Regions from separate parts of the Mus musculus genome. Here regions 1, 2, 4, 5 and 6 are each linked to region 3. The links are chromatin contacts, called in public HiCAR-type, HiChIP or PLAC-seq and promoter capture Hi-C maps. All regions are on one chromosome and are shown on one strand. The core of a region is the stretch at or near the end of the contact, and the rest is flanking DNA. Distances in the headings are between cores, read along the strand shown. Region 1 holds the start of Uprt (uracil phosphoribosyltransferase). Region 2 overlaps Ftx (Ftx transcript, Xist regulator (non-protein coding)). Region 3 holds the start of Rlim (ring finger protein, LIM domain interacting). Region 4 holds the start of Abcb7 (ATP-binding cassette, sub-family B (MDR/TAP), member 7). Region 5 has its middle 23 kb from the start of Zcchc13. Region 6 has its middle 36 kb from the start of Jpx.

Region 1 (4,492 bases), core at 1,011-3,510, 500 kb after region 3:
AAAGATGAAATCGGTATTTCATTAACTGAATGATTTCATATATCTTTAGGTATGGGTAAAGGTGAGATTTAGACTTGAAAGACGGGTTTCTGTGTTAGCTTTAATCCTTTTGGGATGTACAATCAATCTTGGACAACTATTTGATTTTGATTTTGTATGACAGGGTTCTTACACGAGTATCTGTGTGTATGTGTGTGTGTGTGTGTGTCTATCCCAGACTAACCTTGGTGATCTTCTTTCACAACACCTTGAGTGCTGGGATTATAGGCATATGCTACCATGCCTGGCTTTTTCCCACCTTGACTTTTCAAATAAGAGAATGCTTCATAACTTCTTTATAAATTATAAAACACAACACTAAATGTGTTATTCTGATTAGTCATTAGTAAATTTTTATCTTTTCTGAACCTAAAATATAAACCAGCTAATGCTTATTGGTTAATATAAGAAAGTATACAACCGGGCGTGGTGGCGCATGCCTTTAATCCCAGCACTTGGGAGGCAGAGGCAGGCAGATTTCTGAGTTCGAGGCCAGCCTGGTCTACAAAGTGAGTTCCAGGATAGCCAGGGCTACACAGAAACCCTGTCTCAAAAAAACCAAAACAACAACAACAACAACAACAACAAAACAAACAAAAACAAAAAAAGAAAGTATACGAATACAGAAGACAGACTGACATTTGTGCTGTTTCAATTTATTGTTCTATGGCATTGAAAACAGGGTCACAGGATGATGAAACAATGGACAGTTTTGGAGCTGGGTTATCTTTGGTCATGATACAATACTGGGCTTCATTGGATTCCTCAAGAGTATTCATTGACAAAACAGACATTTGTTCTGGCCTACTTGAAGTTAACAGATACAAGTTTTAAGCCCAGAGACCCTTTAATTTGCATTATGTGTTAAGTGAAAAGACTGTACAACCTTTCGAAAGTGTGGGGATTGTGCAGTGACATTAAAATGTCTACACTATAATGATAAATAGTGATGTATAGACTTGGAAGTAGGACACAAACAAATATTGCTTATTTTAATTATTTTTGAGACTAGAGCTTGCTTTATAACTCAGGCTAGCTTTGAACTCTTGATCCTTCCATGTCAGCCTTCAAAGTGTGGGGATTACAGATGTGTGCCTTCATGTCAAGTTAAAACTCTGCATCGTAACAAGCTCTACAATTTTTCTGATACAATGGACATTTGCAAATTATTATTCTAGACTTTCTTGGTGGGTACCTAAACATTTTTAAAAGCCATCCTTCCAAGTATTGTTTGGGAGAACAAACAGTGTAATGAAAATTATGCCATAGTAACATGTGCAATTCAGTGCCCAACCAGTATCAGTAAGAAAAATTTTAGTGGTCAAGCGTACTTAAGAAATGGCATCTTGCCAGTACAGGGGAATACCAGGGCCAGGAAGCAGGTGTGGGTGGGTTGGGGAGCAGGGCAAGGGGAGGGTATAGGGGACTTTGGGGATAGCATTTGAAATGTAAATGAAGAAAATATCTAATAAAAAAGCCTTAATAAGCCGGGTGTGGTGGCACACGCCTTTAATCCCACTCGGGAGGCAGAGGCAGTCGGATTTCTGAGTTCGAGGCCAACCTGGTCTACAGAGTGAGTTCCAGGACAGCCAGGGCGATACAGAGAAACCCTGTCTCAAAAAACAAAAAACAAAACAAAACAAAACAAAAAAGCCTTAATAAAAATAAAACAATACAGAAAGAAAAAAAAAGCTGTTGTTTGTCATCTTAAATTCAGAAAGCTCAATAAATTCCTTACATTTGTATACACACACACACAAACACACACACACACACACACACACACACACACACACACACACACACACACGAAATGACATCTTGTAGAAGAGTCTAGAAAGGCCAGCCTGCTAGCTGTTCTTACTTTGCTTCTTCTGTTACACAGATAAGCCATTAGCTTGAAGATGCAGCCAACTACCCAAGTATGTTTTCTTTGCCAAGACAGAAAGTTAGAAAACAGTGCCTTACATGTGTAATCCACCCGTATCTTTTCTTGGCTCTACCAAAGTTCTGATTGCAAGAAGTCCTAGGGGTTTTCTGAGGACTCAGCAACCAGGGATATCTCTGGTTTAGCCACCTCTGCCAAGCAACTGTGATAATCTCTCAAGCAGGAAAGACTTAAAAGAGTTAACAAACCAGCATGCTGTAGACTGGCAGAGAGATGGGCCAATAAGGTGTCTAAGCCGGCAGTGCGTCTGGTGTGGGCGGGTATGGGCAAAGCGTGCGAAAGGACCGTAGAGGCCTAGGGGTGAGAGGGCAGCCAGGGTTAGAGATTTGGAGGAGCCAGGGGCCAGGAGGACGCACGTGTCCGCATCCTTTTCTTCTTGCCCTTTATCCCTAGGGTTTGATAGCAGCGGGGATAGCTCGGGGGCCCCGTGTATGGCCTCGGAGTTACAGCGTCCGGACTCCATGCCCTGTCACAATCGGCAAGTAAACTCTACTTCTAGCCCAAGTCCCGAGCATCTGCTAGCCGAGGACCGGGTCCTGGATCATGCAGAGGAAAATAACGCTGCTATGGCTAAGCTGACTCTCCTCCCTGGGCACGCCCATTCTAGCGTGCTTTCGGAGCGGGACTCTCCGGCCTGCTGCAGCACTAATCTTCACTCTGAGAACCACAGTGACAGTAGTGACAGTGGCAACTACGATGCACCTGTCGGCGGCGACTCCCTGCTAGGGGACTGTGAACTCTCCCGACAGATTGGGGCTCAGCTTAAGTTGCTGCCTATGAATGATCAGATCCGGGAGCTTCAGACTATCATCCGGGACAAGTAAGCTTAGAGCGGAAGGGAAAAGGGAGCGGAGGGCTGCAGGGTGAAAGTAAAAAGCTTCTGTTTGCATTTGGCACACTGGTCTTTGGGGATTAGAGCCAGGCCTCTTTCTTTGGCCTGTGAGTAGGGAGGGAGTCAGTGAGACACTTCTGTGGCCCCTTCTTAGTTGCTGCGGTTAACATTGCTTTGTTTAGGAAGGAAACCTTTTAGGTAGCCTTCAGCCTCTTCCGGCCTCTTTGTCTGTCTTAAACATGACCAATCCTCTACTGTGCCAGGCAGGTACACACCCCTATGCCATCTGCTCAGTTCCCGACCACGTGGTAAATGTATAACCCAGGAATGGTTACTGCCTGTGGTTATTAACACCCCGACAGCCCAAGCTCACAAAACTAAAGCAATTTCAAGGGAAATGATGTGCTCCGCCAGCCCTCTGACTCAACAGCATTTGCTCCTGCAGTTTGCCATTTTGTTTACTGATTGGGAGTTCAGCTTTACCTGGTTGCCAGAAAGTTTATGATTCCACTCTTATCAAGACAGTTTTACTGAAAACTTACAGAATGTAGTTAACAGCAAAGGTAACCTAAGAACAAGTTGGATCCTCCTAATCCCACAAATCAGTATAGCAAGAACTTGAAAAGTTAAAATATTTTGGAATATGGATTTTCTTGGATAGCTATGTACCACAGTGAAATATAGCTGCCATCTTTCCTTTTTTTCTTTCTCTTTCTTTTCCCTTCCCTTCCCTTCCCTTCCCTTCCCTTCCCTTCCCTTCCCTTCCCTTCCCTTCCCTTCCCTTCCCTTCTCTTGTCTCTTCTTTTCTTCTTTTTAATCAGACAGGGTTTTCCTAAATTGCTGCTCAAACTTTGGCCTCAAACTCCAAGGCACAAGTCAACCTCCCAAGTAGGTGGAACTACTGGACCTGAGACCATACCTGGCTCCTATTGGCAGCTTTAAATGAGCAGCTACGGCTCATTTAAGACCACTGTATTTCTAGCATGTCTTGACATTTAAAAATGCCCTAAAATAAATACGATTTGGCAACCGTTTCTTCATACTCTTGTAGTGGGCTCCAGTGCTTCCGTACTGCAGTTTTCCTGACTCTCACATGCATGCATCTACAACTGCCTTTTGAACATAGCAGCCTTGATTTGATAACTGCCATCTCAGCAGCCTTCATTTGGAACCAATTTGGGCATGCTTAGCCCCCTTTGGTTCCTTGTTTCTGCTTTCATTTAGAATTCCCCACATCCCTTTTTATTAATGGTCAACTCCTGTTTTTTCAAGGCTAAACTCATTCTTCCTGGCTGATTTTCCCTGACCGTTTTTTAAATGGAAGGTTTCCTTTCTATTTTAAATATTATTACTTGTGTATGGACCTTGCTTATTAGGTTTACAGCTATTCATTGCAAGTAATAGAGCTCCATCATTAAAGGTTATTTCTACCTTTTGTGGAGTTTTACTGTATAGCCCGGTCTGGCCTGAAGTGTTTGACCCTCCTGCCTTAGCTTCCTGAATGCTTGAGTTATGCGGGGTGCACTGCTATGCCTGGACCTAGCTCTTAAGCTTATATTTATGAAACTGTACTATTTGCTTATAAAGAATCAGTATTGAAAACTATGATCACATGATCTAATGGCATAGAGGCTTAAAAAAGATGAGGCATAGTTTTGGTAGTTGTTGGGACA
Region 2 (4,889 bases), core at 1,929-4,428, 400 kb before region 3:
AAAAACATTTACTTTTCTTGGTAGACAAAGAGCACTACTGCATTCAGGCTCATCCCCCCTCCTGATGACAAGAGAGGTCTTTCTTTCTTCTCTTCATTACTCTTTCAACATTCTAGAGGTTAATGCACAGGAGCTCCTTGCTGGCCACAAACTCGGAATTATCACACTATCATGTTCACATATCCAGTCAAAGGTCAAACGCAGAATGCATACTAAAACACCAATTTAAAAGGCTGAAGACAGGCAGTCTCAAAAAGAAACACAGATAATAGCATCTACGTGGACACCTCTGGGTCTTACTCTAATGGGAACGACAGCAAACCAGAGGCACCTTCTGTAGTTTCTTAGCAAGAAAATTGTAGTATCACCAGGACACCCAAGTTACTAATGAGTTTCATTACATAGTATTTTACTCCCAAGGAACAAATAAGGTACTAGTTTTTCTAGCAATCAAATTTTCTCTGAAGAAAACCGGCTTCCCTGACCAGGGGAATATAGATGTGATATTAAGGAAACCTTTCTTACATTAACTTTTGAAAATTATATCCTTAAATATAAAGAGAAAGAAAATACGTGCTTAGTCATGTTGCTAGACTGTGAGTGATGGCTGACAAGTTTAATCTCAACACTTCACAAGTGGGCCTGTGCTAAATGAGTTCTAGAATAGTGTAGGACTAAGGGATAAAAAGTGTGCCCTGAGAGTTGAATCTCCAAAAGAGAAGGGGATGATAGAAAGATGAGGGTCCATGAGCGTGCTGAACAGGCTCCAAGCTAAAGAAACAGAAAAACTGCCCATTTCTGCTTAGCGACAGTCATTGTTATCAATTACTCCAGTGGCTGGAGAGCTGACCTATCACATTTTCAAACACACCTGATAAGCTGGGCAACTTGTGTTACAAAACCTTTTTCCTATTCATGTTAAGAGAATGTTTGAAGTTAGGTGTGGTGGCACACACCTCAACACTCACGAGGCAGACTTAGGAGGCACAGCAAGGCAGAAGCTTGTGAATTTGAGGAGAGCCAAAGCTACACACAGACAACCTGGCTTAAAAAAATCATTTCTTTCTCCCACGCTACCCCATTGTTGGTTGATAGCCCCTTGATCGCATAGCATTAGGCCACAGAAAACCATATTTTGCAACATTGTTCAGGGGTCCTAAATGAGTGGGTTCTCTTACAGCCCTTAAATTCCGCCTTGAAATACACTGGACATACAATAAATTCCAAAATAGGAGAAATCAGAATTAGAGTGAGCTGGGGGGCAGATAAAGGATTATGCCTTGTCAACAAACTGGAGCAGAACTGGTGTTTTTACCTACTTACAATACATGCTTCCTGGAATGTTAGCTCTTGAAAGCACTATGCAATGTTAAAAAAAAAATCAACCAGTCAGGCTGATCTAAAAGGAAAGATGTTCTTTCCTTCTTGTCCTAAAGCAACACATATACTTGTATCACCCGTATCCATAACATTTCCTATTACACTCCTACGATTTCCATTTGCTCCTTAATAGATGACAAGCCAAGCTATTAAAATGCTGGAGGGGGTCATGCAGTTTCCTTTAGTTTGAGTCAGCCCACCAGCCTACAGAAGGAAAGGAGACTGATTAAAACGTTCTAATGCTTACACATAAAACTCAGCAGGGCCTACTCAGTGAACCTTTAATGTAAGGATCTGCACTCCTTATCTCAAACAACTTACCCTTGTCTTAAGATTCTGGGGGTAGCAGCAGGCATAAAGGATACAGATTTTCTAAAGATGCGGCACACCTTCCAAAGAGACAGCAAATCTAATGCCAAGCAGACATTTGCACCTTGTAATTAAAGGAATCTCTTAGATTCTGCTCAAGTTGTCCTGTGAGAGCACATTAAAAAGATCAAATGGCAGAGTAAAAATGATCACAAGTCTCATATTTGGAATGGCTAAGGGGCCAGGGTTAATCCAAGTGACTTTTGGGGCAGAGTAACTTCCATAAGTTTCCATAGAGCAGTGGTTCTCAGCCTTCCCAATGCTAAGACCCTTTAAGACGGTTCTTCATGTTGTGGTGACCCCCAACCATAAAACTATTCTCATTGGTACTTCATGCGTGTAATTTTGCTATGGTTATACATTTATTGTAGACATTTGTGTCTGCAATGGTCGTAGACAATTGCTAAGGGGTCAAGACTCACAGGCTGAGACCCACCACCATAGGGAAAGACAGAACCCAAAATAGTTAAAGGGAGGTTGAAAACCTAGAGCTAGAGAGCACTAAAGAGACCAGGCAATGCAGGGCCTGACTGACAGCACTTGCCCCACAAGAACCTTTTTTGTCTTCTTAGTTCTGTAATGGACCAAAGGCAATCCCGGAAAAGAAAAAGTTGGGAGGTGATCTAGCCAAAAAGCAAGGAGCAAGGCTTTCTTGTTCATGAAAGCTGTAACACTAGGGGTAGGGGCCCTGGAGTCAGAAACTAAGGGATGGTTATATTATTTTACAATACTGGGCTGGTAAGATTGCTCATGGGATAAAGATGCATCCTGCCAAGTTTGACCCAGTTTGGTGGAGAGAACTATCAACTTATCCTCTGACCCCAATGTACATGTCCCCTACACACAAACAATTCTAATTGTTCCAATGTATAAGAAAACAAACTGTTCTCTGGAAATGCTTGGCTCCTTCCAAAGGAGAGCTCTCTATTTCGGAATCAATATACTGCTTTGAAAAGAGTACCATTTTTTTGTTTGTTTGTTTTGTTTTGTTTTTGTTTTTTGAGACAGGGTTTCTCTGTATAGCCCTGGCTGTCCTGGAACTCACTTTGTAGACCAGGGTGGCCTCGAAGGAGTACCATTTTTAAGTGTGGTAGACTGTAAGTTATCAGGAAAGACTGATCATGGGGGATAAAAATACCAAAAAAATATCAAGACTATCAATGAAGTTACAAAGACAATACTAGAAAATATAGCAAAGCACTAGCATGGCAGGCTGCTGTATGATTAGATTCAGAGAAGGTACTCTTTGAGCAAAGTTTGAACTTCACTCGTTGGATGACTTGTCTATAACGTATAATGGAAATAGTAGCAGAAATGTTTCAGCGGTAGTATTCAAGGCACATTACGGAAGTCTGTTATCTACCAGCAGAAAGAATGGAATTTACCTCTGGGTGCAGGCATGCCATTGTCTCCTCCCTTACAAATTAATCCAGTTGGGCTGAGTCATGTGCTTGGCCAAGGGACAATCACTCAGGAAGGTGGGCTTACCTTGAGCCACACTAAAGTGATAGGAGTAATAATTAGTCCTTTAACCAGATAGTACAATTATCTTTCTAAGAGTCTGTACTCCCTAGGGTTGTTGCCCCAAGTCCTCATGAGGTTTTGTTGAGTCTGCCCGACTTTATGAGGCATATTCAGGTTTTTACTAGACAGGTACTGCACAAAATCTTAACAGCACGTAATAGACTTTTCCATTTTTCTTTTACTAATATCTCTAACCATTCCAAAGACCTTCCTATTATTTCCAGCTTTACTATGACTAAGTAAATGACCTGGACTCATTTCCACATAGTAGTTCACCGCTTCTCATCTGTACAGGTACCTGAACATGTTTAAATAACTAAATTTAGGGATAAAATTAGACTTCTTTATATGCCTTTAATAACTATCTTAAAGTTGGGCTGACATACTGGCATACACCTTTAGTCTGAGCACTTCAGAGGCAGAAGCAGGCGTATCTCTATGAGTTGGAGGCCAGCTTGACTACACAGTGAGTTCTAGGGCACCAGAACTACATAATGAGACCCTTTCCCCCACCCTAATGTTCTAAAACTTCTGTCAAATTTACAGAAATCAGCATATATACTTTATAACTTTATAATTTCTGCGTGCTAAATTGAAATGATTTTATATAATCCTCAATAGCAAATTTTTTCAAAAAGCAAATACAGAGGCTCAGCTGGAATTTTACAGAAGAGGAAAAGCATATTTGTGCATAAAATAAAAGCATATTTACAGAAAAAGGAAAAGCATATTTGTGAAGTGGAGGACCAACTGCATACGTAGCCCAATCCCGTATCTTCATATTTAAGTGAATTTGAAGGATTTTATTGTAAGATGTAAAGAATCCTGTCCTGATAGAATTCCTTCCTATAGCTAAAAGCAACAAGCATGCTTCAGAGTAGCTCTATGTACACATAGCACAAGAACAAAATGTAGCCATATAAAGAGTTATAGGAACAACATGAATGGCCAAGCAAAATTCATGTCCATACAATGAAATACTTCTCAAATATACATGATGCATGAACATGAAGGATACTATGTTAAGTAAAGTATGCTGGACACAAAAGGAAAATATTGCATAATTACAACGATGTAAGAAAGATTTAAGCCTACAAAAATGTCACAAATGAACTATACTAAAAAACCTGAGTGTCACAAATACACCATACTTAAAAAAAAACTAATATATGCTAATATTTAGAAAATGATGACCCTGTTTATTATGGCAAGTGTTGTTCTGTGGACAATATCCCAGGTAAGAGAGTGGATAAGAAATGACTGCACTATAAACTAAAACAATGTTAGTGAAGGACATGGTGGTGCACACATGTCGACTGAGGACGCAGGAGGTGGGAACAGGAGATTTGCTGTGAGTTTCAGGCCAGGTTAGTTAGTTTCAGGTCAATTAGGAATACATAGGAGACACCTAAGATTAAACAATAAAAGTACTTCTTAGAACAGCAGTGTATCAGAAATTTGTAAAAACTGCACAAAGCTAAGAGTCGAGACCATCCTTGGCTATGTTTTAATTCAAGGTAAAAAGGTGTACATTAAGATTAGGACCTGTCTAAAAAAACACAAACAACAGACTATACTAATAAAATACATAAACAAACACATGCATTAAGTCAGAT
Region 3 (5,096 bases), core at 637-3,136:
CAAATTCTTAAAAACACATTTTGGTTATATATATCATAACCCAACCTAACTTAATGTTAGTATTAGTATATTTGGACAACCAAGGTCAGAAGGAACCAGGAGTTAGATAAAAGATTTCCTTTAAAGGCCAAGAGGCAATCTACCTTTTAATATTAGCTTGTTTAAAATAGGCTTTTCCTTATCAGACTAATAATTATTTTCAAGTTCTACGAGCCACTTTCAAGAACTTATTTGGCATACCACAGTAGCCTAAGGCAGAAATTAAAATAATAAAAATCATCAGGACATTTTAAGCTAAGAGATATTTGTGACCTTTTCAGCATGATTGTTTGCCCTTAAATAGTTATCTTAAAGGGTGCTTGGGTTGGTCCTTTTAGATCCTTAACCTGTATTTCAGAAACTGATTTGAGGAAAAGGTGGACCTGTAATTGTGCCTGCCTCCTAATTATAAAGAATCAAAGAAATGATTAGGACTACACTTCCTATTCTTTCTGTCTTCAATCATTCAAACGCACGGTGGCTAATTACAAGTCAAGAAATGTAAGCAACTTATTTCTAGGAAAAAAAAACATATATACAGTGGGGCCTGCCAGGAGCCCATGAGAATCTGATATAAAATCCCTTTCCCCTCCAAAAGAGGAAAAAAATGACCTAAATAACTAGTCTCCTAGGCCTCAGATGCCAAACGAACCTGTGGAATAAGTATGGTGAAACTGTCCAGGAAAAGAACGTGGCTGTCTCCTCCATCTTGAAATTAATCAGCAGAAGGGGGAAAGGGACTGAGTATTCAGGAAGCAGAAGCCCAACCGGTTAATACTAGTTACTAAGCTATGGCGTACGTGGCAGGTACCGCCCGCCCGCAGAAGCAGAGACCCTTAGGGGTTTTTTTCTGAGTGGGGGAGGGGTAGGGCTGCTGGCAGATCACACGGAAATTAACTTGAAAATAGTCTGGCTCAATTCCCACACTTACCAGGGAAAACAACCCGCAACGTCTTTTCCCTCCGTTTTTTTAATTTTTTTTTTCTTGTGAGGAGGAAAACCCTTCTAGTAAAATCTGGCCAAGGATACACTTAGGGCTAAAGGTGCAGGGAAGCAAACCACGTTTGTCTCCGATCCTCCCGGAAGACTGTCACCGTAGCCCCAGAGGTTAACAAACTGGTCATGCCCTACAGAAGCGTTCAAAATGAGGCTCTGCGAATCCTGTGAAAATCTGAAGGTTCAAGAGTTCCCAACATCCGAATTAAGAGCACCTCCACCCCACTTCCCCAAACCCTAGCCCGATACGCAACGCGGGGCGACGACGATGGGGGGTGGGGGGAACCTCTTAGTAAGAAGCACTGGAGCCATCCTCACGCCTGAGGCCCGGAGTCCAGGATCGCCTCCCCGGCGTTCGTTCTTAGCTCGGGAGGGCCGGGCCCCGACTCCACGGCCTGGGAGAGGAAGTCCTGCCCGACTCCTTCCCCTTCTTCCACGAGCGGGGCCGACACACGCCACCCAACTAAAATGGCAGCGGCGACTACGCCACGGAGCCCCCCACAGCCGGGAGCCCAGGTCCGGAGGCCGTAGTGGGTGTCTCGGCCGCGGCTGGCCAACTCGGGCCATTTTGAGGGCCGCGGCCCCTGCCTGCCTCCAGTCCGACATCCCATTTCTCGGGGTGCCCGTACCTTCACTTACACGGTGTTTCGGCCAGGAGGGAACTCAACTGGGCTCCGCCGCCGCCACTGGGACCTCCGCTGCGCTACTGTGCTGCCGCTGCCGCCGCGTTCTAACCCGCCTCTAAACCCGGGCAAGAGACCCGCCTCTAGAACAGCGCCAGCTCGGAGACGTAGCTCAATCAGCCATTATCTTCCCCATTGTTACCTAGCACTGACAGGAAATGACTGCCCACAACAGGAAGTGATGCTGCGCTCCCAGCTTCACAGGCCCCCGCCCAGACTGCTGGCCAGCCAATCCCAGTTGAGCCCTCGAAAAGGCCTGGTGGGCAGAGGAGGGGCCGGACAGACTACCCGCCCAGACGGGCGGCGGGTCGGGAAAAAAATGCTACTGGGACGCCCACCATGTGACAGGCCCCACCCTCCTTCGCCATTTTGAGTTGTAGCGAGAAATTCGCGTTCTGAGAATTGTGGGAACCTTCGCTTTCCCATTTTGAAAGCTGAAGGACGTCACAGTCGGGCCGCTTGAAGCCCTTCACAGAGAACAAGAATGTAGTATCGGTGTAACTGGCATTGATCCATACAGTCCAGACTAGTGTAGACGGCAGCCAACCTTTTATTCAACATGTATTTATCGAATGCCAACTGTAGCTCAAGCACAGCTGTAGATGTTGAGGAAGTTGAACCATAAATTAAGTTGAAATAGTCCAAGAATTCTCAGTCCTTAAGGGATTTGGTAATCTAGGGTGAACACACTTATAAAACAATTTGTTGCTAAATACTAGAGATTAAAAGTGAGGAAGTGGGTGGAGGCATAAAACGTGGGGACAAAAGTGAATTTGCAATGTTAAAAAGTGGTGGGGAAGGCCTCCTCGAGGCTCTAACTAGAGTACTTTAAAAGGGTGTGGCGATTTGTAAATGGATGGGAAAAAGTGATAGTGGGGGAATTCGAAAAGGGCGGTTAAGGAAGCGTCTATTGGATGCTAAAGCCTAAAGAAAGGACCAGAGGGAATGCGCCATACACCTTTCAGTTCCCATTGTTCAGTTAAAGGGAATAAGAACCCAACCGCCCCCACCCCGTTTTAAAGTACGTCTCTGTGTTCCCACCCTATTTTTCTGTTTTCTGATAAAAGAACAGGTAGACTAACTTTTTTACTGTTGTTCCAACGAACCTAACTTATTGCTACATCAGTTGCTTAAACTGGGCTGGAAGCTGGAAGCTGGTCGACGGTGGCTCGCCTTTAACGCCAGTACTCAGGAGGCAGAGGCAGGCAGATCTCTGTGTAAGTTTAAGGCCAGCCTGGTATACTGAGTGAGTTCTACGACAGCCAGGGCTACACAGAGAAACCCTGTCTCGAAAAACAAAAACAAAAAACAAAAAAAAGGCACACACATAAACTACACTATAATATTTTTCTTTTCATATTTTTTACATGGATCGTCTAGGCCTCACCTCACCTCCTAGAGAAACCCGTGACCACTCTATTTAACCTTCTCCATTACCTACGTAATTTTCTGTAAAGCACTTAGTTTATCTCACCGGTTAAGAACGCGGTAAAGAGCTGGAGAGATGAGTCAGCGGTTAAGCACACAGACTGTTTTTCCAGAGGCGCTGAGTTCAATTCTCAGCAACCACGTGGTGGCTCCCAACCGTCTGCCATGTGATCCGATGCTCTCATCTGCTGTGTCTGTAGACCGCGACAGTGTAATCACATACATAAAATAAATAAATCTTTAAAAAAAAAAAAAAAGAACACGCCGGGCAGTGGTGGCGCACGTCTTTAATCCCAGCACTTGGGAGGCAGAGGCAGGTGGATTTCTGAGTTCGAGCCTGGTCTACAGAGTGAGTTCCAGGACATCCAGGGCTACACAGAGAAACCCTGTCTCCAAAAACCAAAAACACACACACACACTAAAAACCCAAGAACTGGGGAAGCTGAGACAGGAGGGTTGCTGAGAGTTGGAGGCCAACTTGGGCTACATAATAAATTCCAGACCAGCCTGAGATTAAAGTGTGAGACTAAATTTTAAAATGGAGAGTCTGTCTATGAGACCCAGGCTGGCCTTGAATCTACAGTCAAGCTTCTACTTCCCAAGTATTCGTACTGGTATTTCAAACCTTCTTCACTCTTCCCTGCTCAAAGGTCATGTAACTTTTAAAAGACAATCTGGTAATGTGTGTCAAAAGCCCCAGTGTAGCTGGGCACCACAGTGTTTGCCTGTTATCAAAGTACCTAAGAGGATCAAGCAGGATTGTAACTCATTCAAGGCCAGTCTGGGCTACCTAGTGTGTTCCAGGCCAGCCTGGGCTAGAGTGAGACTCTGTCTTTAAAAAAAATACTAGACATTATATAGAATGTTTTAATTTATAAATTACACTTTTTGCGTGTATGTTTGAGCCTGCTATGTTGCTCAAACGTTCTTACTTTCCACCCACTTTGTGGGCTGTCTCAGGGATTGAATTCAGGGCCAGAATGCCAGCAGAGGCCAAAGCTTAAAAAAATAAATATATCTATACTCTAGATAGAAGTCTACATTCCTTGGGGGGAGGGAGGGAGGGAGAGAGAGAGAGATTGATTTGTGGTTTTTCCCCAGTACTAAGGATGTACTTGGGATGCACTTGACCACTAAGCTAAATGCCCAACCCCTACAAGTCTATGTGGGCATACATGCAAGTAAAGTATAATCATTATTAGCCGTTTAACCTTCTTTATCTTTTTCTGTATTGTCTTAGAGATTTCACAGTGTCCATGTATTTAATAGATTTTAGCAAGGAGGACAGTCTTTTTCATTCAGTAAGTAAAAGCAGTAAGAATGTAAAACAAGAAAAGAAAAAGAGTTCCTATCCATTTGTTCTTTCTATGGTCCAAATACACACCTTGCCTCTGTTTCCGAAGACCTATGTTCCCATGCTTGTTCATAAACACACAGCTGCTTCAGGTATTAAGGAAATTATTCACATCATGCAGCCCATGATGCCATTTGAGTACACTCTAGAACCATCCAAGCAAACACTATTGAATATTTAGTTCCCATTCAGCCTACTTATGTGTCTCACGTGACAATGAAACAGCTGGGGGGAAAAACTCTCCTCGAGTTCATTTCAGTGATCTGCTGACGACTGTTTAGATCTATCAGTAGCTATCATCACAAGACCCGCTCTGTAGGCAAGACAGTCATTGAACCAATATTAACGTAAAGAACATAGGAGAAGAGTGTACCAACGGAAGTACCAAGAACAGCTGCCATTTGTGCCTGAGACCTGAAAGGGTGGTTCTGGAAAATGAGGGAAGAACTGGGAGAGACTGAACAGCCTTATTTACATTCCCTGGGATGAGAAAATGGAGCCTGGGGTGCTGAAGCACTAGACGGTTTTGTCCAACAAAGATTCTGTTTTATTTTCTTCACACATTAGAATTTAATTGGGCCATTTGCTTGTATATT
Region 4 (5,034 bases), core at 867-3,366, 430 kb after region 3:
AGCTCAGTGATAGAATGCTTGCCAAGCTTATATAAGGCCTTGGGTTTCATCCCCAGAACTGCAACATGATTTATAAATCTTTTTAGTAGAAATACTATAGTCCAGAAGCAGCTGTATAAGGAACTATACAGTTTTAAAGGTATATAAAAATCCTCTGGTTTTAACAATAATTTTTATACTTAAGGTGTTTCCCACCATTAATAGTATTCGTCATTATTAGTACAAGTCAGCATTTGCTGTGTCCTTGGTGACTACGAGAGTATTATTTCATAAGTACCTGACACAAAGAAAGCAATAAATGAATGAATAGCCTTGAAGGCTTTCATTTATCAATTTTTGTGGCTTAGTTTCCTCATCTGCAAAATTAGAAGGGCTAGATATCATATTCTTTAAAATCATATTGTTCAACAGCTTTAGCTATGTTGTCAACACATCCCAGCCACACCTGGCTATTAAAAACCTGGAATGTGGCTAATAGGCCGAAGAAACTATTTTTTTTTTTTAATTTTAATGGCCGCAACAAGCGAGTGGCTATGAATCTAGAGCATAATGCAAAAAAAAAAATACATTTCATAGCCCATCTCAGTAATCACATTATAGGGAATATGTGAACAAAAGTTCACAAAACTATTCATCCCTTAATATCCGAAAAACCTAGAGTTTCTTTTCTATATTACTTTATTTCACCTAAAAGAAAAAAAAAAGTGCTGATCTAATCACTGACATTCCATAGCATTATAGTACAGACTCTTTCCATCTCTAAAATATTATTCTCTATACTAATAACAAGTGTTCAGGATGCAAACTATGCCAATTACTCTAAACTGATCACTTACATCCATGTATTAAATATCACACCACACTCCACAAATATACACAATTATTTGTCGATTTCAAATATTTTTCAATTTTAAAAATTGTACAATCCTTGTCACTTTATGCCTGTCATCCCAGTACTCGGTAGGCTGAAGCAGGAGGATCACACACTCAAGGCCTAACGAGACTACAAAACAAGACCTTGTCTGTAAAAACCAAACCAAACCTCAACCCTTGAAGGCCTAACTGTATGCTTCTCTTGACTTCTGTTATCTAAACAGTGTTTATGATTATAGTAGTAGTAGACATTAAATATTTGTTGACAGGGAGTCATAATTTAAGAAACTGCTTTCCAAACAAAAATGACAGTATGTTAAGGTTATACTGACGAACACGTGGTGGCAATTAAAATATTGCCAATATATGAGGAAAAAAAACCACAAACTGAAGTACAAGTACCACAGACGATTTTTTAAAACAAACTCTTATTGAATGAGCTAATGGTAGCCAATATTCCAAGGTAGCATAATCACTGCCACACTAAGGGAATGCACAAAGAACGTAATTGAATAGTCATAGCAAAAGATAACAAAGCGTCTGTCTTCGAGCAGTGTACATTTTGGAGAAAAGGATAATTATGGTTTTTGCCTCCGAGGGAGCTCGCCTGTCAGTTGAGGGAGTTAACGTACCAATTAAATGTGCTACTTGTTTATAGGTGGCGTTCTGTCCTGTTGAAGTGCACTCGCAATTGCATACTCCCGCTTTAGTACACTCTGAAGCACGGGCCGCTCAGCACCAAATTCCACGAGGAACTTTTGGAAGCAGCCCCGTCTGCCACCCACTTAGAAAACAAGCGGCAAAGCCCTACAGGACGCCGGCACTGCAGGTGCCCCGTGCCTGAAACCTCCCGGCTCTCTGCTGTCCCCAAACGTGTTCTTCCTCTCCGCCTCCAATTCCTAACCCTAACTTCCTACCCTCGCCGCCACTCTTGAGCTCGCCCTGACAATCTTCCTTAGGCGCGCTCCCTCTGACCTGAGGTCACAAGGGCAACCCTTTCCCTACCAGGTTCCCCTGTCCTTCACCCTGCTCTCCCAAGCGCGCGGCCACACACCTGGGACAGCCGAGCGCTTCCTGACGCGCCGCGCTGGGACGAACTCCATCGCGGGCCTGAGCCGCACATGGAGACTAGAGCCCGGGTCAGAACTGCCGAATGCTTGTGCTTTTCGAAAGCGACCGCCGCGGCTGCCCAGCGCCAGGAATGTATCGCGAGCAGCGCCATCTTGAGCGAGGAAAAAGGAACCGAGAGAGGAGGATTGTGGGACGCCGGCGGACTGAGTGCCGCGGCTTTCATTGCTTTCTCCCCTCCCCCCGCTCGCGCCCGACACCGGAAATAGCTTGTGTCTGAAGATGCTTGTGCTTAAGTAGAGCTTTACTCTTTTTCCCCCCAGTGACTCGGGCTTTTTCTTGCACAGCCCAGACCATCAGACTACCATTGTTCTTCTCTCTTAGCGTTGCCAGATAAAATACAGGATTACCCACTTAAATGTTATTTCAGATAAAAAACAAATGATTGGGATAATTATGTCCCAAGTGTTGCTTTGGTAAATATGACAACCCTATCTTGTCTGCCATTCGATTCCTTTCTTGTCTCCAACTCAATGCCATGCTCCACTCTGCATAACTCTCATTCTCCCTGTGCATTAACGTTGAGGATTAAAGTACAGACAAGTTTTCCCCTGGAGAAGGCTTCACAAGTGAGAGTCGCCGCCTTCATTGTAAAACCTTTTATTTTCCTGATTTGCCTTTGGTCTTTTGCTGTTGGGACAAGGAGCTCTCGGGGTACACACATATTTCATTCCATTAATTTGCCTCCTTGTAGCTCTTCCCTTTGGTTTCTTCAGAGTCCCTTATTTAAAAACTGCTAGGTGGATGGTAAGTGAACATGTTATATAGTAAACTGCATATTTAAAGACACATTTGTATTATTTTGTCAGCACTATAATCAAACCAAATACCATGGAAATATGTTTACAAGTATCTGGGTGGGAAACAATTTCCAAATATAAATGCTACTTGAAAACCTGGAGTCAAGAAGGTACAATTTCATTAATGCATTCTCAAAAATCTCTCCTTAAACACTTCTCTCTCTCTCTCTCTCTCCCTCTCTCTCTCCCACTCTCTCTCTTTCTCTCTCTCTCTCTCCCTTCTCTTTATAAAGGCCTGGCTACTGTGGAACTTGGAACTTGCTATGCAAACCAGGCTAGCCTCAAATTCCAATGTCCCCCTGTCCTTGCCTCTGGATTGCTGGAATTAAAAGCAGGCATAACTACACCAGGCTCATTTTCAAACCTTTTACACAAGGCAGGTAAGTAATCTTGAATTAATTCTGTAGAAGCATTATAAACTAATGAGAGATGTCATGACAAAAGACAAAAGATATATATGGCCCATGCAGCTAGCTTCACTTTCTTCTGAGATCCATATCACTCACCAGGTTTCTGGGGAAGAAGATAATTAGAATTTCAGATTAAAGAGGCTGACTATCCCTCCATACATGTAAAGAAGATGGCTATATGAAAAGAAGGAATTCATAAGAAAACTTTCAGGCTCAGGAGTCCAGAAAGTGTATGGCAAAATAGTAGGAGATGGAACAGGGTGAACAGAAACTCTTGATGGCAAAATAGTAGGAGATGGAACAGGGTGAACAGAAACTCTTGATGGCAATTTTGTCTTAAGAAATTAATGCTGTGTGCTGCAGCTATTGAATGCCTTAATCAGGAGAGTAAAATGATCATACTTGTATATCCATCAAACTATGCTGGATTAACAGTATTTGGCTTAAGAGTTGGAAGTGTTGGATTAGAAAAAGGTTCAGTGGCCCTATAATTAGTCATGAGTTACCATCTGTATGAATAGGAATTGAACCCAGATCCTTTGCAAGAACAAAGATCACATTTAGCAAGATCACATTTAGCAGTGTGCCCCTAATTGCTAAACCAAGTCTCCAGCCCCCATTGCCTACTTCTTAAACATAAAACTAAATGAAAATTTCAAGAAGCCATGTAGAATCCTATATTTCAATCAGAAGAAGATTTTAAATTTATGAAATACCCACATCTGATACTATAGATAATTTCTCAAAATCTGGGCTTTTACTAGAAATACCAATAGGTACTATTGACATAAAGCAACATTATTGAGGTCTTTAAAGATTTTGTTTTGTTTTGTTTTTTTCTAGACGGGGTTTCTCTGTGTAGTCCTGGCTGTCCTGGAACTCACTCTGTAGACCAGGCTGGCCTCAAACTCAGAAATCAGCCTGCCTCTGCCTCCCAAGTGCTGGGATTAAAGACATGCGCCACCACGCCCAGCTTAAAGATTTATTTTTTAAGGTGATAAGAAATTAATTTTTCTTCTGAAATGAAATGAGAAAAAAATACAGGAATTGACTTGACAAACACACAAATTGACTTGACACTGTTTTTCCCTCTTCTTTATTGAGAATTTCATAAATACATACATATAATGTAGTTTGCTCTAATCCCCCACTGTCCCATTCCCTCCCCTGCAAATGTTCCCCTATTTCCACCACTTCTCTCTGCAAACTTCATGTGCTTGTTGTTTAAGTCCATAGTGCTGTCTATATGTGCAAGGGCTTAAGACCATATACTGGAACATGGGCAGCTTCTTATGGACCACATATCTGAAGAAACCTGGCCCTCCCTGCCTCAACAGTTAACAGCTGCCACTTGGTCTCCTACTAGGAGCTGGACTTCCAAACCATTTCCTTCTTCCATGCTGGGATTTTGTCTGACTTGATCTTGCACAGGACATGTGCATGCTGTCCCAAGGACTGTGATGTCATATGTGCAGTTGTCCTCTTGTGTCCTCACCTGTGACTTTTAGGTTATTTCCTCTTCCACAGCAATCTCTGAGCCAGTGGAGGAAGGCATGTGGTATGGATTATCCCATATAGGGCTGGTCACTCCATGATATCTTATGCTCTGAATGTTAACCAGATATGTTTTAATCTCTACTGCAAAAAGTAGAAAAATGACAAGATTCTATGATGAGGGTTGAAAGTGCACTAATATATTCATATAATATCAATTCATTAGGAGTCCCTTTAGTATGCGTTTGGGTACACATGAGTTCTGGAGCCCACGGGAGCCAAAAGAGGGTATTGGATGTCCTGGAGCTGTAGTTTACAGGTAGGTGTTA
Region 5 (5,087 bases), core at 1,042-3,541, 330 kb before region 3:
CTAGCCTCGAACCCACAGCTACACTTGCCTGTCTCCAGAATTCTGGGATTAAAGGCGTACATTACCACACTTTTTTTTTTTTTTTTTTTTTTTGGTTTTTCGAGACAGGATTTCTCTGTATAGCCCTGGCTGTCCTGGAACTCACTTTGTAGACCAGGGTGGCCTCGAACTCAGAAATCTGCCTGCCTCTGCCTCTCAAGTGCTTTAATTAAAGGTGTGTGCCACCATGCCTGGCTTCATACCTTATTTTTATCCTTCTTATTGGCAAATAGCAATGAAATGTAATGTAAGCCAATAGAAAGAACACAGTCTTGGAACTGTAAACCAAGTTCCAGTGCTGGCCTAGATGCTGATAAGTTAAGAGGACTGAATAAACCAGAAATGGCACTTTTCAAATGTATCATTCATAGCAAGAGGTCCTCAATAAGGGTCATGTGGCTACATGTTCTGAGTGGCCTTAGAACTTCAGCCTTTGGACTGGAGAGATGGCTCAGAGGTTAAAAGCACCGACTGCTCTTCCAGAGGTCCTGAGTTCAGTTCCCAGCAACCACATGGTGGCTCATAATCATCTGTAATGGGATCTGATGGCCTCTTCTGGGGTGTCTGAAGACAGCTACAGTGTACCCACATATATAATGAATAGATCTTTAGAGAAAAAAAAAAGAACTTCAGCCTTTGCCTATAGCCAGTTCACTCCTGACTAGCATCATTGCCAAAGTGATTCAGTTTATGACTTGATGAAATATTTTTACTCACCTCTTGAAAATCTGTTGTTGTGTTTTATAAAAGAGAAAAAAGAACCAGGATATGTTTGGCAGAAGCAAGGTATGTTGAGGTGGAAGGGGGTGCCTCTGTGGGTCAGTGCTGAGGCATCCCCCCAACCCCCCCAGGGACCAGACATAGGACTGATATAATATGGAATAGAGTTTATTTAGGGCATGTGGAGTGGAGTGGAGGAAGTACAGGCAGAGAAGGGCAGAGAGAGGGGGGAGGGGAGAGGAAGAAGGAGAGGGGGAGGGAGAGGGAGAGGGAGGGAGGGAGGGAGGGAGGGAGAGAGAGAGAGAGAGAGAGAGAGAGAGAGGGAGAGAGAGAGAGAGAGTAGAGGCTGCAGGAATATGTGGAGAGAGAGGGGGAAGGGAATGGGGAGAGAAGGGACAGAGAGGGTAAAAGAGTAAGAGAGAGGGAGGAGGGGACAAACAGCCCCTTTAGTGAGTCAGGCACACCTGACTATGGGGCAGAGCCTAGAAGGAATGCTAGCATCTATAATGGATGCTCGTTTTATGGTGAATAAAAACCAAAGTCTAAAGTAAACTCTGGCTACCAGGCCCTATACAATCTGACTCACTCCAATTGTCTGCCATTATCTTCTGGCATTCTTGAAATGTTCATGCTTATCTTTAAAATTCACTAAGAATTGCCTTGGGGTTGGGCATAGTTTAGTACTACAGCATGCAGGAGGCTTTGGGTATGATCTTGCTGCACCATGCTGTGCCTTGTTTTCTTGGAAGAGGTATTCTATGGGTCTTGGTTCTCTGTAATAATAAAGAAGGGTCTGGATTCTGTCAAAGAAAACTAGAGTTGGACATTGGAGTGATGATAAAGATAAATATTGTTAAGAAATTTGCAGTAGAACAAAAGAGAGATCTCAGTATGGGGCTGGGCTCAATGACGAATAGAGGAAAGACACCCAGGAATTTACAGTTAAGAAGCAATGTGTCAGGAAGGGCCTGAAGGCCAGGGTGGTGGTTACACTGAGTGGATTGAACATGTTACTAGAGAGCCCAGCAAATGTAGGGGAGAGTCTTGCTTACCTGACCAGATAAGATTTTCTTCTTTCTTTTTTCGTTTTGTTGTTGTTGTTGTTTTTGTTTTTGTTCTTGTTTTTGTGGTTTTTCAAGAAAAGGTTTCTGTCTATAGCCCTGGCTGTCCTGGAACTCACTCTGTTAGACCCGGCTGGCCTCGAACTCGGAAATTGATCTGCCTCTGCTTCCCAAGTGCTGGGATTCAAAATTTGTGCCAGAACTCCTCAGCCAGATAGAATTCTTGCTGACAACTGTGCCTGAGTTAGTGTTCAGATATCAAGGGTAGGAACAAAGGTCTATTAAGTGATCAGTTACCAAAGGTGGAAGAGTCTCCCTAAACTAACAGCAGGGTTCTTGCTAAAACTGGGGCCAAAGTTGGCGCCAAAATTCTTTGTTTGGTTAATCTTTAGTCAAGCTCCTGAACCTTCTCCTAAACCTGTTTACTTCCTTGTGCAGTCTTCTAAGTCAGTTTAGCAAGGCTCCCCACCCCCAACACAACTGCTGTCCAAGCACATTCCTTGGAGGCTCACTGTGGCGCTTTCTCCCTGCCTCTCAGCTCAGTTTAACCAGAACCTCCTGAGCCCTGATGATTCCTCCACTTAGTGACTTTCTGCCCATTGACTTTCATTTATTTTCTTGTGAATTCCAAGTTGTCCATGCTTCATATACAGTTGATCCCCAACCTTCCATCATCTAAAATGTAGATTTTAGTAATTCCTAAATTCCTAAATCTAAATCTAAAATAAAGTATTCCTCACCATGCTTTGACAAGAGGCAATGCATAGTTTGTTCTGTTTTTTTTTTTTTTTTTTTTTCTTCAATACAGTTTATGTCAAAAATGTCAGGATGACTGTAAAAAACCACTGCATAAGTGCAGCCAAGATCAAACCAGTTGTGGTTTTGCTGCCAAAATCATATTGCATTCTGTAGCAGCTGGGCCTGGTGGGGCCCCCCTTTAATCCCAGCACTAAGGAGGCAGAGGCAGATGAATCTGAGTTTGAGGCCAGCCTGGCATACAGAGAGAGAGAGAGACAGACAGAGACAGACAGAGAGACAGAGAGAGAGGCAGAGAGAGAGACAGAGAGACAGAGAGATTCAGAACAGACAGGCTACACAGAGAAACCTTGTCTCAAAAACAAACAAAGAACAAAAAACAAAGTTAGCTATACTCAGCTTCAGTTTTATTTTGATGGGGTCCCAATTAATGGGAGGCTCTGAAATTTTGAAGTTTCCTAAAGATTAAATTTTTTTCTGGTTTGTCTTTATTTTAATTTAAACAGATTTCTGCAAAGGAACAGTGAGCTTGGTAATAATTACAATACTACTAGTCTCTCTCTCTCTCTCTCTCTCATCTCTGTCTCTGTCTCTCTGTCTCTGTCTCTCTCTGTCTCTCTCTCTCTCTCTCTCTGTGTGTGTGTGTGTGTGTGTGTGCAAGCCCATCCACACACCATGACAGCCCATGTGGAGGTGAGAGGACAATTTTCAGGAGCCAGTTCTCTCCTTCCATCTTACTGAAGCAGGACCTCTTTTCTTCTGTCTTACACAGTACACTGCATACAGGCTAGCTGGGCTCCTGAGTTTCTGGGCGATTTTCCTGTCTCTGTCTTCCAACTCAATATAAGGGTGCTGGGATTGCAGATGTGTGCCATTGTATATTTTATTGTTCTTTATTTTAATTCTTTTTAGATTTTTTTTGGGGGGTGGTGAGACAGGGTTTCTCTGTGTAGCTCTGACTATCCTGGAACTCACTTCGTAGACCAGGCTGGCCTCGAACTCAGAAATCCGCCTGCCTCTGCCTCCCAAGTGCTGGGATTTAAAGGCACGCGCCACCACTGCCCAACTCGTTTTAGATTTGTTTTATTTGTATAAACGTTTGGCCTGCATGTGTGGAGGGTCCCATGATGACCATCTTCTCCCTTGCTGTCTTTCCTCCTCCGCCTCTTTTTCTTCTTTCCTCCTCCTCTCCCTCCTTCTCCCCTTTCCTTTCTGTATGGAATTTCATGGACTATAAGCTGCTCTGGAACGTGTTTTGTTACCAAAGCTGACCTTGAATATCTGAACCTCCTGCCTTCCTCTCCCAAGTGCTAGGATTACTGGCAAGGACCATGGTGCTGTTTTTGTTTTGCTTTGTTTTTCTAGTATTTTAATTGTCCTGCCATCATGTGGCCTTCTCTATTTTCTAATAGTTTAAGAACAGAATTTTTATGATGACATAAACTCATATATATTTGCATTTTGGCAGTTCATTGGGCTGGTGTGTATGTCTGTAACTCACTACTTTCAGAGATTGAGGCAGGAAAATTTTGAGTTCTATGACGATCTAGGTTGCATAGTAATAGCTTATGCCCCACCCCCTCCAAAGGCTTAAAGGTGTAAATTTGTGATAGATGTTATTTTCTGTTTGCTTTTTTATCTTTTGGGGATTATTTTAAAAGTTCTGAAGTTTGTGGTCCAAGCAGAGGCTCGGACGTCATTTCAAGGCCTGAAAAGTGTTTCTCCATGGCAGCAATAGATGGTGATAATTAGCAACTTCCATCCCCAGTTCTAAGCTCATGACAAATCAAGCTGACATCTATCTAAAAAGTTAAGGTGTGTGTGTGTGTGTGTGTGTGTGTGTGTGTGTGTGCTAGTGGGGGACATGGTGTAGGGGTGCTGGATGGAAAATTCCTAAGAGAGAATCTACTTAAACTGATAAGTTCAGAATCTAAGAGCAGGGTGTCACAGAGCTCAGTGAATACAGAATCCACAGGACAAGCATTGTGTAATACATACAGGAGAGCCTGAAGGAGCAAAACACCCCATGCCAGACACTTGGTTGTATTTTGTCTCTTTGGATGTCTGTGCCTCTAAGTGTGTATTCCTTGGAGTGGTGTATTCCTTGTGCTTAGGGAGACCCTCTTGAACTGGACTTAGAAGTAGTTGTAAGCCCCGATGCAGGTGTGGGGACTTGAATCTAGGTCCTCTAGAAAAGCAGCCAGTACTTTATAACTGCATCTTTCTAGCCTCTGGATACATGCATGTTAACTGTAAAGGCCAATAAAAGTCCAATCACAGACAGAGGCTTGAGAAGGAAACATTTGAGCCTGAGCTTCCGCAGAATGAAAAAACTGCCTTTTCCTAACCACTGAACTTCTGCCATATCTCTAGTCATTCTATCCATCAATCCATCCACCAATCAATTAAATAATCTATTTTTATTTTTTAAATGTGTATGCGTGTTTTGCCTTCATGCCTGTCTGTGCACCACATGAGTGCCTACAGAGGCCAGAAGAGGGCTTCAGATCC
Region 6 (4,653 bases), core at 895-3,394, 450 kb before region 3:
ACTTGTATGTTCATTTATTTTGAAGAATAATATATTGGTACAGTATGGAAATCTGATTACAATTTTTTTTGAGGCAGTATTTTTGCTCTGCAGCTTCAAGCTGGCCTGGTGCTTAGGATATGTTCCAGACTAGCCTGGAACTTGAGGTTCTCCTGCATTAGACACCAGTGCTCTAGGACTACAGGTGTGTGCAACCACAACCAACTGCTTCTTCAATCTGATCTCTTTTCAGAGCTCTTTCATTGATTTATAGCCATTCATATATTTTTGTTAGTATTTATCAATAATACAGCTATCAAATACTTTGTCTCAACTATAGGTTACATTTTTGTGGTTTTTTTGTTGTTTTTGTTTTGTTTTTTGGAGACAGGGTTTCTCTGTGTAGCCCTGGCTGTCCTGGAACTCAGAAATCTGCCTGCCTCTGCCTCCCAAGTACTGGGACTAAAGGTATGCGCCACCACCGCCTGGCTTTGTGATATTTTTTGTTTGTTTTGTTTTGGTTTTAGAGACAGAGTTTCACTGTGTAGCTCTGGCTGTCCTGGAACTTGCTGTCTACACCAGGCTGGCCTCGAACCCTGTTTCCTGAGTACTGGGATTAAATGCCACCATTTCCAGGGCATTTTCATCATTTTGTGTTGCTGTTTTGTTTTGAGACAGAGTCTGGGAATGTAACCCTGGCTGCCTAGAACTGGTATGCAATTCTTCTGCCCCTGTGTTCAAAGTGGTGGGATTATAGCTATACACACACCACTGCACATGGCTATTTGTATAAAAATGGGTTTTTTTGTTTTGTTTTTTGTTTTTGTTTTTAGGAACTGGGCTTAATATAGTCCATGCTGTAGTAAAGATGACCTTAAATTCCCATTCTCTTGCTTTTCTGAACTTTGTTTTAAAGTCATTGCCAAGTCTAATGTATATTCTTGTTAGCACTTATGATTTTAACTGGTCTGTTTTGGTCTTTAATGCATTCTTAGTTCCTTCTATTTGAGTGTATGTGTTTGTGATATGTGTGTGTGTTCCTATCTGTATGCATGTGTATATAGAGGCTAGACTCAAGTCGATAGAGATTGGTATCAAATGTCTTCCTTGATGACATTCTAATTTAATGTTGAAGTTCACAGCTTCAGTGACACTGATTGGCCAGTGACTCTGGAATCCACCTGTCTCTGCATCTTCAGCAATATTACTACAAATGTGTGCCCTTACGTGGATGCTGGGGATTTGAATCCAGGAGCTTGTTTTTGTATGGCAAGCACTTTACCTACCAAGCCATCTCCCTGGTCCTTGGGATCATTTTTTAAAAAATCACTCTTTTGTACACGCACATAAAGCCTTGCCTGAACCCTTTGTTTTGAAAAGACTATTCTTTTCCCAAAATTCAGTTGACTTGACACTCCAGTTAAAAATAACCCGACCACACACATGAGCATTAATTTCTGGGCTGTTCATGCTAGCTAACTACTGTTAGTAGGAGATATTTTTGTTTGTTTGTTTGTTTTGTTTTTTGGAGACAGGGTTTCTCTGTGTAGCCCTAGCTGTCCCGGAACTCACTCTGTAGACCAGGCTGGTCTCAAACTCAGAAATTTGCCTGCTTCTGCCTCCCAAGTGCTGGGATTAAAGACATGCGCCACCACTGCTCCGGAGATTTTTTTTTTTAAATCTCACTGCATTAAGTTTAACTATAATTGCTGAGCATTTAAGATTGATTTTTACTTCCTTGTGCTATAACACCTAGACCAAATACAGAATATTTAAGAGCAAATAGGTACTATGCATTGGCTGCACTTAATGGGATGCTTCCCTTCTTCAGAAACCAGAAGTTCACCAAGAGCCAATTCACACTTCAAGATACTCTTTCCTTCCTGCATGTGTTCGCGCTGGTGTGCGTGTGTCTGTTTCCACGCTGCGAGTAGAGGGTAGCATCCAGGGCCTTCTGCACTGAGCTTCATATACAGCCCTCATTTCTTTACTAAGTTTAGTTTCTAATTTCTTGATATGTACTTAACTACTGGGTTTTGCAAAAAAAAAAAAAAAAAAAAAAAAAATCTGGGGAATTTTGGAGAAGGGGCGGCCACGGTGGCTGCGACGGAGCGCGTGCGCGCGCCCGGCTTTGAATGAGTGGAGCTGGGACTAAGATGGCTGAGCGCGAGCTCTAGGCAGGCAGCCGCTGAGCGCGCACGGCCCGCGGCAGCTCTGAGCCTCCGCAGCGCAGGCGGGCGGGGAGGGGGAGGGGCAAGTTCTGGTTTTCACCATGGCCATCACTCAGTTTCGGTTCTTTAAAGTTTGTACTTGCCTAGCAATAGTGTTCTCATTCCTAAAGAGATTAATGTGCAGATCTGGCAGAGGAAGGAAATTAAGTGGAGATCAAATAACTTTGCCCACCACAGTTGATTATTCGTCTGTCCCTAAGCAGACAGACCTGGAGGAGTGGACTTCCTGGGATGAAGATGAGCCCACTAGTGCATCGAAGGAGGGAATGGGATTGTGGCAACACAGCAGAACTCTTTGGAGCAACTGGAACCTGACTACTTCGAGGCCATAACTCCAACTATACAGAAAACTCAGAAAATTGTCATTAAGAAGAGAGAACCATTGAATTTTGGTGTCCCAGATGGTAGCACAGGTTTTTCCAGTAGATTGGCAGCTGCACAAGATAGGCCTTTTATTCATCAGTCTTCAAAATTAGGTGACTTAGATACGTGGCAAGAAAATACCAGTGCATGGGAAGAGGAAGAAGACGCAGCCTGGCAAGCAGAAGAAGTCCTGAAGCAGCAGAAAATTTCAGACGGAGAGAAGAGACAGCAGAACAACAAAGGAAGAAAACGGAGAAGGAAGCGCAACGCCCTATAAAGAAGGAGCAAAGCAAAGTCTGTGTGAAGCTTTCCTAACAGGCTTTGTGAGTCTGGGCGCACAGCCTACACGCAAGCATTTGCATGCACTGGACAGTATTCTCAGAATACAAACACTCTGCTAGATCTCAGTTTGTTATTGAGCTATCCAGGACACCAGGATTCTCCCATAATACCTTGAACTATTAGGAATCAAGACTCAAAACACAAAAATAATGAGACAATTATTTTCTTCAATGTGTTCCAAATAGAAGACAATTGTTTGCTGTAGAGAAGTTATTTCAAGAGGAATATACCTGACAAGTACCTCTCAAGCTAGTGTTTCTAGATGAACAAAGGGCTGTAAATAATTTTATGGTGGAAAAGTACCCTGCTACTTACTATGCTTTTGTTCATTGTACATAATTATAAAATAATTTTAATGATCATTTGTTTCCATGACCGCTTGATGTAAATTAGACAAACTGTAGGTAGGGCTTTATACCCTTCTTAATTTTGTTTTCAGGTACTGTTGACATACATTTTCTATCATTTGAACTGGCATTGTTTGGTACAACATTAAGGGATATGATGATTTGGGTTTTTAAGAAAATAACATTAAATGCAATAATTTTATTTATCAAAAAAAAATTCTGCCTTTCCATGAATGTCATGTAGACATTTCTAAAAAGCGAACCTCAAAGTCTCCACTTGGAACTTCCATAAGGACCAAGACTCTTCACCATCTGACCAGCGTTCCTTACTACTCTCTTCTATCTCCCATTTGTCCCTTCTGCCCTCTTGCTATTAAATCTGATGGAACGCACTGAATGTGAGCCTTCATGCACCCAGAGTGTGCAACTTGAACGCAGGTAATACTGAAGCCCAACTGGTAGATATTGTGCATGCAGGGTCTGGGTCCATATACAAGGTAGGCCTCTAGTTATCAGGGCAGCTGATTTGACCATCCTTCCAAGCTCCTCCAATGTCTGTAGAAACTCGCTAAGGAGCAGAGTACATCTCTGTCACAGCTTCAGTCTGAACAGACCTGGCATACATCAGGTTGAAGTGGAAACTTAAGGGTTCATTGGAAACTTGGTTGAATGGTGTTTTGCTAGGGGCAAACATGTGAAGGAATGTTTAGCTGAAGCAGAAACAGGAGAAAGGATGTTCTGCTAAAGCAAGCATGCTAGAGGACACATGATGAAGGATTCTTTGAGCCGGGTGTGGTGGCGCATGCCTTTAATCCCAGCACTTGGGAGGCAGGGACAGGCCGATTTCTGAGTTCAAGGCCAGCCTGGTCTACAAAGTGAGTTCCAGGACAGCCAAGGCTACACAGAGAAACCCTGTCTCAAAAAACCAAAAAAAAAAAAGGATTCTTTGCTAACAACACTCATTTCTTGGCCCAGCTTACATTGTGTAGTTGAGCTGCATTTGTCAGTACTCCATAGAGAGAAACATACCGAAAAACTTCCCATAGTGTGCTGCAGTTTCTTGTTGCTTCAATGGACTCGGGCTGATTGGCCAAGTAATGTCAGCTGAGACAGGTGCGCATACTGAGGCAAGACCTGTGGAGGACACGTGATGTTTGGAGGGTATAACTAGGACTCGATGGACAGTGATTGAGGCCAAGCTTGGACTGCTTATAGAGCTAGCTGTGAAATGCACAATGTGTGTGGGTCTCCAGTCTTGGATGATTTTCCGCTTCCCTGAGAGAGGCACAGCTGGGAACTTCTGGTGTCCCTTAAGGTCCCTCCTGCTGACTTGTGCCAATGCTGAGGCCTGGCTGTCTCTGCTAGGTAGTGCCATCACTGCAGATACCTGT

The links. Promoter capture Hi-C pulls out the DNA fragments that hold promoters and counts their contacts. HiCAR-type assays count read pairs that join an accessible place to other places. HiChIP or PLAC-seq counts read pairs in DNA pulled down with a chosen protein or histone mark.
Region 1: a promoter capture Hi-C map of erythroid cells shows a contact between it and region 3, with 18 times the contacts expected there. The contact joins the promoter of Uprt here to the promoter of Rlim in region 3. A contact is called at or near these places in 5 of 39 promoter capture datasets (the 3T3-L1 cell line, cranial neural crest, erythroid cells and 2 more), 1 of 484 Hi-C or Micro-C datasets (pro-B cells) and 1 of 115 datasets of contacts at active chromatin or transcription factors (astrocytes).
Region 2: an H3K27ac HiChIP or PLAC-seq map of extraembryonic endoderm stem cells shows a contact between it and region 3. The contact joins the enhancer-like site here to the promoter of Rlim in region 3. A contact is called at or near these places in 10 of 39 promoter capture datasets (the 3T3-L1 cell line, the C10 cell line, the HPC-7 cell line and 7 more) and 7 of 115 datasets of contacts at active chromatin or transcription factors (the 230-238 cell line, embryonic stem cells, epiblast stem cells and 4 more).
Region 4: a promoter capture Hi-C map of erythroid cells shows a contact between it and region 3, with 23 times the contacts expected there. The contact joins the promoter of Abcb7 here to the promoter of Rlim in region 3. A contact is called at or near these places in 5 of 39 promoter capture datasets (cranial neural crest, erythroid cells, hippocampal neurons and 2 more), 1 of 484 Hi-C or Micro-C datasets (cerebral cortex) and 1 of 115 datasets of contacts at active chromatin or transcription factors (astrocytes).
Region 5: an H3K27ac HiChIP or PLAC-seq map of extraembryonic endoderm stem cells shows a contact between it and region 3. The contact joins the enhancer-like site here to the promoter of Rlim in region 3. A contact is called at or near these places in 1 of 39 promoter capture datasets (cranial neural crest), 1 of 484 Hi-C or Micro-C datasets (embryonic stem cells), 6 of 115 datasets of contacts at active chromatin or transcription factors (acute myeloid leukemia, embryonic stem cells, epiblast stem cells and 3 more) and 1 of 9 other capture datasets (liver).
Region 6: a HiCAR-type map of astrocytes shows a contact between it and region 3, with 2.2 times the contacts expected there. The contact joins the enhancer-like site here to the promoter of Rlim in region 3. A contact is called at or near these places in 8 of 115 datasets of contacts at active chromatin or transcription factors (astrocytes, embryonic stem cells, large pre-B cells and 3 more).

What each region holds. Positions count from the first base shown.
Region 1 is chrX:104,480,543-104,485,034 of GRCm38.p6, forward strand. It overlaps Uprt (uracil phosphoribosyltransferase), which reads left to right and starts at 2,261. Exons shown (of 7, transcript NM_001081189.3): 1 at 2,261-2,807. The coding sequence starts at 2,419.
Region 2 is chrX:103,578,768-103,583,656 of GRCm38.p6, forward strand. The region is part of intron 9 of Ftx (Ftx transcript, Xist regulator (non-protein coding)); the gene reads right to left. Among named protein-coding and RNA genes, the nearest start is that of Mir374b, 8.1 kb to the left of the region's middle. Within about 2 kb of position 3,179, at least 3 of the 459 cell types and tissues checked have an H3K27ac peak or open chromatin away from gene starts, as enhancers often do. A contact at or near this core is called in extraembryonic endoderm stem cells, where this site is marked.
Region 3 is chrX:103,979,399-103,984,494 of GRCm38.p6, forward strand. It overlaps Rlim (ring finger protein, LIM domain interacting), which reads right to left and starts at 1,887. Exons shown (of 5, transcript NM_011276.4): 1 at 1,665-1,887.
Region 4 is chrX:104,411,730-104,416,763 of GRCm38.p6, forward strand. Abcb7 (ATP-binding cassette, sub-family B (MDR/TAP), member 7) reads right to left here and starts at 2,117. Exons shown (of 16, transcript NM_009592.1): 1 at 1,928-2,117. The coding sequence starts at 2,095.
Region 5 is chrX:103,650,985-103,656,071 of GRCm38.p6, forward strand. No RefSeq gene overlaps it. Among named protein-coding and RNA genes, the nearest start is that of Zcchc13, 23 kb to the left of the region's middle. Within about 2 kb of position 2,292, at least 34 of the 459 cell types and tissues checked have an H3K27ac peak or open chromatin away from gene starts, as enhancers often do. A contact at or near this core is called in extraembryonic endoderm stem cells, stem cell-derived epiblast-like cells and trophoblast stem cells, where this site is marked.
Region 6 is chrX:103,527,232-103,531,884 of GRCm38.p6, forward strand. It overlaps the pseudogene Gm9157. Among named protein-coding and RNA genes, the nearest start is that of Jpx, 36 kb to the left of the region's middle. Within about 2 kb of position 2,145, at least 168 of the 459 cell types and tissues checked have an H3K27ac peak or open chromatin away from gene starts, as enhancers often do. A contact at or near this core is called in astrocytes, memory CD8 T cells, pro-B cells and 1 more, where this site is marked.